Linked DNA regions of Pan troglodytes: region 2 is linked to region 1. A link is a contact called in public Hi-C data. All regions are on one chromosome and are shown on one strand. The core of a region is the stretch at or near the end of the contact, and the rest is flanking DNA. Distances in the headings are between cores, read along the strand shown.

Region 1 (3,143 bases), core at 629-3,128:
AAGAAGATGGGCCCTTGTCTGTGGGTAGATGGTCACGGGGGACTGGGTCAGTGGTGGCTTGGTCACTGGGGGGCCTGATCAGTGGGACCCAGTCTGCAGGGCTTGGTCAGCACAGAACACGATCAGTCCGGCTTAGTCAACAGGACCTGGTGGGTGGGGACCTGGTGAGTGGGGGTCTGGCCAGTGGGGGCCTGGTTAGTGGGGACTTAGTAAGGACAAGGTCAGCTGGCTGCTGGGTGACCTCAGGCAGGGGGTTTGTCCTAGAAGCCTCCTTTCTTCCATTTGTAGGGGAGATGAAATCAACTGCACCCCAGAGAGCTACTGGGAGGAGGAGAAGTGCATTGAATATGGCCCTGCTATGCAGATTTAGTACCGTACACACTGAGTCCCTCCCGAGGGAGGGGGTTTCACCCACGGCTCTGCCCTGCCCTGCCTGCATCCCCAGGACCACCCTGCCTGAAGGCAGAGGCTGGGGCGCACCTGTGGATGCTCTGATGCTGACCACAGGCCCTGGGGTGACAGTGATGAGGACATGGGGGCACACGTGATTGGGGAAGCCAGGGCCGGCCGGAGGAGAGACACACGCTCACACGCACCTGCACATATCCACCTGCACTCAAGTGCACAGACGCATTGCACGCACACATGTCGACAGTTCAGGAGGGGCAGAGGATGCCGTCTCTGGGCCCTGCTGACCCATGCAGGGCTCCATTGTGATGGGTGCCGTGAACCCACAATGTCACCATTACCCAACACCCAGGTACCTGCCCGGCTCTGTGTCGTAGAGCAGTTGGAGACACAGTGTGAGTGGGTTCTGCCCAAAGGACGCTTTTCTCTTTTCTAGGTGAGAGGCACATCTCTGCACAGCTGCTTGATCAGACTTAGGAGAGCGTGACCTGCTCTCTTCCCTCCCTGCTGACTTGGGGACAGTCGCTACTGGGTGGGCGGCAGCTGCCCGAGGAGGGTCATTCTCGAGTGCTCACTGGGTGCCCGTTCTGTGCTGACCAGGCAGACAGTCATCCTGTTCATCCTCACGGTGACTCTGTTCCAGGAACATGCCAGGAAGACCCCCAGCCCCACTCCCCAGGACAGACCTGGACTGGCCCAAGGACAGCACCCTCACACTGTCCCCATGACCCTTTGCTTCAGTCTGGAGGGCCAGGCTGGGCCTGTTGTGCTGAGCAGGACACTGAGTCCTCCCAGACAAGGAGCCCACCTTGACAAGACCCAGATCAAAGGCAGGAGTGTGGTGGGCACCTCCTCACCCAGGCCTCCCCCTGGCCATGGCCTCCTGTGCACAGCTGGAAGCCAGGGGTGGCTGCAAAAGGACCCAGAACCTCCCAGTGGGAGGTAGCTGTGGTGGAAACCTGGGTGTGGGCACCGACCCCTTCCATGCTACCCCCTTGTCCCTAGAGTGCCTCGTGAATATGTCCCAGTCTGGACTATAAGGATTGGTTCAGGAGACGTTCTCCCGGGCCTGGGCCCTGGAGGACGATGTGGTTCTCACGCACTTTCGGGTCTGCATGAAGGAACTGATGAGGAGACACTGGGACCTGCCACCCCTAGGGAGGCTCCAGCATCAGGTCCCCTCCTGAGTCATCCTCTGGGGCAGTTGATAGTAGAGGGGGCCTGGGTCCCTGCAGCCCTACTACCTGGACCTTCCTCCAACACCTCTTCCTCTACACAGAGAAACTTCTACAAATAGACCTGCCGGTTTTCAGGGGATGTGCTGAGTGCACGTGTACTGGACATGCTGCTCAAGACAGGCGGGGGTGCCCCCTGCACCTTTTACACTCTCTCTGGTCTGTGCGAGCTCCCTGCCCCCGCTGTGAGCATCAACAGATGCCGGGAGGAGCAGGGTCCCCACACTCCACAGCGCCCCTTCAGGGATGCCAGGTGAACAGGAGAATCAGTGTTTCTGGTCCAGAGGATTCGGGGAGAGGACACGGGCAGGAGCTCTGGCCCAGGGCCAGAACCAAGAGTTCAGCCAGGCGTGGGAATGGTCCAGTCCTGGCATGGAGTGGATGGCCCCAGAGAGCGGAGAGGACCCCGTGCCTGGGGCCATCTCACCCACTGTGGAGACAGGCCCCCATGTGAGGTGGCAAGGGGGCCAGGTGACAGTGAGAGCTTCTTCCCACCTGAGCTCCAAATCAGGGCTGCATCCCGGGCCGCACAGCCCTGGGATGAGGATACGAGGCATAAGCCAGCCTGAAGCCTGTGTTACCTGTCCCAGGGGGGATACCCAGGCAGCTGCACACACCCCTTGCTCTGGGATCTGCAGCCTGCAGGGGTGTCCTCTGTGTCAGGCTAGGGTGGAGGACACAGGGGCCCGAAGGACTCCAGAGACCCAGATGTGCAGAACCTGGCCCTGAGACGACATCTGATGGGTTTGGTGGAGAGGCTGGGTTCATCTGCATTCTCTTCAGCCAAACTTAAGGGAGGGACCCCAGCACCCAGGGCTCTTCGGGTATTTCCCGGCATTGAGCCTCTCTGCAAGGGGGATGGGCTGGCCCTCCCCGGCCCACCCGCCCAGCTCCAGCAGCACATGCAGGCGACTCCTCTGGAATGGGAGCCTGGTCCTCCCTTACCCTAGCCTGGCCAGGCTGTCCCCGAGGCCGAGGCCCGGTGGCATGAAAAGGGGGTTTCTGCAGCGCCCAGGGCAGAAGGTTGCTCTCTGGGAACCTCCGGGGCTCAGGGTGTGGCCAGGCCGTCCCTAGCTCAAGACAGACCTTGGGTGAACTGGCGGTACCTCTGGTGGAATTCCATGCCAAAGCTTCCGATGGAGCAGGCTGGCGTTGGGGGCTTGTGTTTCCTGTGGTATGACCTTGAACAGGGATGCTGAGCTCCTGTCACTTCCACATCTGCCCTGGATCGGCTAAATGGCTTCATCAGATCCCAGACACCAGAAACTACTGTGCCCCATGATAACCAAGAGGCAGGTCCAGAGACATTTCTCTACACAATGGCACCTGCATCCGACTCCTCTTGGAGGGCAGTGACCAGCCCGGTGTGGAAGGAGTTAGGGCAGCACCCGGCTAGCTGCTCCACAGCCCTAGATGGCTCTTGGGCCTTGGGAAGTCATCTCTAATGAGAACGCCGTTCACTCTAAGACTTCCCCAGAGAGGGGTGAGTGTGGCACCCCT
Region 2 (3,269 bases), core at 407-2,906, 150 kb before region 1:
TAGGGTTTCTCAGCCTCAGTGCTACTGACATTTGGAGCCGGATCATTCTTTGCTGCAGCAGGCTGTCCTGTGTATCGCAGGGTGTGTGGTATCATCCCTGGCCTCTAGCCACTAGTTGCCAGTAGTCCCCACCCCAACCCAGTTGAGAACCAAAAATGTTTCCAGACATTGCCACATGTGCTTCGGGGTGGGAGTTTAGGGGGGTGGAGACTACCCCCAGGTGAGAATCACTGACCTACACTGATTATTCCCTCTCCCCAGCATAATGGATCCAGTTCCTCTGTCTTACTGTGAACTCTTCTGTTCTCCACTGCACACATTTATGGTGTTTAATATCAAGAAAAAATAATTTATCGGAGCCTTAAAATACAATACAAACAAAGTCGTCATGGGCATGGCCATTCAATATCAACAGCTGAGACTGGGTGCGGTGGCTCATGCCTGTAATCCCAGCACTTTGGGAAGCTGAGGCGGGCGGATCACTTGAGATCAGGAGTTCGAGATCAGCCTGGCCAACATGGTGAAACCGCGTCTCTACGAAAAATACCAAAATTAGCCGGGTGTGGTGGCGGACGCCTGCAATCCCAGCTACTCGGGAGGCTGAGGCAGGAGAATTGCTTGAACCCCGGAGGCAGAGGCTGCAGTGCTCCGACACCGCCAAAAATAACTAATTTTTAAAAAAATACAGCATGTTTGAATCTGCCAAACAAAGTTGTCTTGGAAACAAACTTTGTGGTGACTTCGAGCGGCGAGCATGGCCATTTAATATCAAGAGCTGGCATCCACTGAACATTTATGCACTGCTTTTTACTTTCATGACTTCCTCTCAAGTTCCCAACCCTCTTAGAATAAATTACTACCCTGACTCGTACAGAAGAGGAAACTTGAGGCACGGAAATAAGAAAGTCACTGGCCTAGTGTCGCAGGGCAAATAAGCCACAGCACTGGAATCCAAACCCGGGTCTCCAGCTCTGGCCTCCTTTCAACGCCAGTTCTAGCTCTCCCCTCTGCTGCCCACTCGGGCCAGCGGGGTCTTCTCATCCTTGGAGCTCCCCCGGCAGAGGGCGACTCTTCTCTCACTCACGTACAGCATCCTCTCCCCGTAATTAAGGTCTCCTCTGACCGCTCCCCTGCCCTCGGAGCGTCCCAGCCCTGACCCCAATTTCCAGTCTCCCGGCGCCGGGTGTTCCCGCCTCCCCGCCGCCTTCTGCTTCTGCTCACCCGCTTCTCCTGCATTTTCTCGAAGGCCGCCTGGGCCGGGGTCCGCTTGTCCAGGCCGCGCCGCTTCTCCTCCTCGTTCTTTTTGCTCGTTCCCATTGCTTCCAGGAGTTTCGCTTTGTCTTTGTCCTTCTTTTTCTTCTTCCTGGAAAAAGACATGAGGAGGGGGCGGGTCGGAGGATCAGGGCCACGGGTCCCGAGAAAAGGTCTAAGGGGGATGAAGACGGAATCCCGCGGGCCCTCGGGCCTCACCGCTTGGTCACTCCCAGCTCTGCGACGCCTTTCAGCTTCAGGGGTCCCTTTTGGACCTGCTCGTAGGCCTCCATGACACTCTCCAGTGGTTCGGTAGATGGAGTGCCACACTTCCTGTTTGCAAACACTATTTCTGCCCGAATGGCCGCCTCGCTTCTCTTTGATTGGCTGAGCTACAAGGTGAGCATGCGCTCTTGGTTCTGGACCCGGGCCACACTTCCGGGTAGTGGGCGGGACAGAGAGCCAAGCGAATGAGTGCCCTTCGATTCCTATCTGCTGCCACACTTCCGAATTTGGCGCTCACTTCCGGTCTCCCATTCTTCACACAGGGTGCCGGAAACCCAACCCCTTTTTGAGCGTTTTGCGCACTTTTGGGTGACCTATTCTCTCTCCTTGATTTTTTTTTCTTTTTTAGAGACACGATCTTGGTCTGTCACCTAGGCTGGAGTGGAGTGGCGCGATCGTAGCTCACTGCAGCCTTGAACCCCTGGGCTCAAGAGATCCTCCCGCCTCAGCCTCCCCAGTAGCTGGGACTGCAGACGGGTGCCACTGAGCGCGGCTAATATTTTCATTTAAATTTTTTTGTCGAGATGGGGTCTCGCTGTGTTGTCCAGGCTGGTCTCGAACTCGTGGGTTCAAGTGATCCTCCCGCTTCAGCCTTCCAAAGCGCAGGGATCACAGGCCTGAGCCATGCCCCCCCACCCCCGTTCTCTTTTATTGCCATATTTTGAGAGTTCACTGGATAGCTGAACCTAATTTTGTAAACCTAATCAGTATTCATTAATTTTTCAGCTTTAGGTAAATGACAATATCATGTGACAAGGTTGGTGGTATGTTAAAACAATTAAAAATCTATTTTATGCCGGGCGCGGTGGCTCACGCCTGTAATCCCAGCACTTTGGGAGAACGAGGTGGGCGGATCACGAGGTCAGGAGATGGAGACCATTCTGGCTAACACGGTGAAACCCCGTCTCTACTAAAAATACAAAAAATTACCTGGGCGTGGTGGCGGGCGCCTGTAGTCTCAGCTACTCGGGAGGCTGAGGCAGGAGAATCGCTTGAACCCGGGAGGCGGAGGTTGCAGTGAGCTGAAATCACACCACTGCACTCCAGCCTGGGCGACAGAGAGAGACTCCATCTCAAAAAAAAAAGTATATATATATTTAAATCAGCACTTTGGGAGACCAAGGTAGGCGGTTCACGTGAGGTCAGGTGTTGGAGACCAGCTTGGCCAACGTGGCGAAACCCTGTGTCTACTAAAAAAAAAACAAAAACGAAACAAAACAAAACACAAAAAGCAAAAATTAGCTGGGCATAGTAGCCTGCGCTTGTAGTCTCAGCTACTTGGTAGGCTGAGGCAGGAGAATCTCTTGAACCCGGGAGGCGGAGGTTGCAGTGAGCCAAAATCGCACCACTGCACTCCAGCCTGGTCAACAGACAAAGACTCCGTCTCAAAAAAAAAAAAAAAAAAAAAAAAAAAAAAAAAAAAAAAAAATCAATAGAGATAGGGTATTGCTGTGTTGTCCAGGTTGGTCTCAAACTCCTGTCCTCAAGCAGTCCTCCTGAAGCATTAGAATTACAGGCGTGAGCCACCACCCCTGGCCCTTTCTTTCTTTCTTTTCATCCTTTCAGTACTGTGCGGTTTTCTTACATAGGATGTGTACATGCGTATATCTTTTTTTTTTTTTTTTTGAGACGGAGTCTCGCTCTGTTGCCCAGGCTGGAATGCAGTGGCACGATTTTGGCTCACTGCGACTTCCACCTCCCAGGTTCAAGAGATTCTCCTGCTTCAGCCTCCT

What was found. A called contact is a pair of places that touch in the nucleus more often than the background predicts.
Region 2: a Hi-C map of induced pluripotent stem cells shows a contact between it and region 1, with 4 times the contacts expected there. The contact joins the promoter of FAM32A here to the enhancer-like site in region 1. A contact is called at or near these places in 5 of 7 Hi-C or Micro-C datasets (blood, induced pluripotent stem cells, a lymphoblastoid cell line and 1 more), 1 of 1 datasets of contacts at active chromatin or transcription factors (stem cell-derived excitatory neurons) and 1 of 1 other capture datasets (stem cell-derived neural stem cells).

The regions. Positions count from the first base shown.
Region 1 is chr20:18,693,621-18,696,763 of NHGRI_mPanTro3-v2.0_pri, reverse strand. No RefSeq gene overlaps it. Among named protein-coding and RNA genes, the nearest start is that of TPM4, 31 kb to the left of the region's middle. Within about 2 kb of position 1,878, at least 1 of the 24 cell types and tissues checked has an H3K27ac peak or open chromatin away from gene starts, as enhancers often do. A contact at or near this core is called in induced pluripotent stem cells, where this site is marked.
Region 2 is chr20:18,839,645-18,842,913 of NHGRI_mPanTro3-v2.0_pri, reverse strand. It overlaps FAM32A (family with sequence similarity 32 member A), which reads right to left and starts at 1,656. Exons shown (of 4, transcript XM_009434928.3): 1 at 1,471-1,656; 2 at 1,222-1,363. The coding sequence starts at 1,544.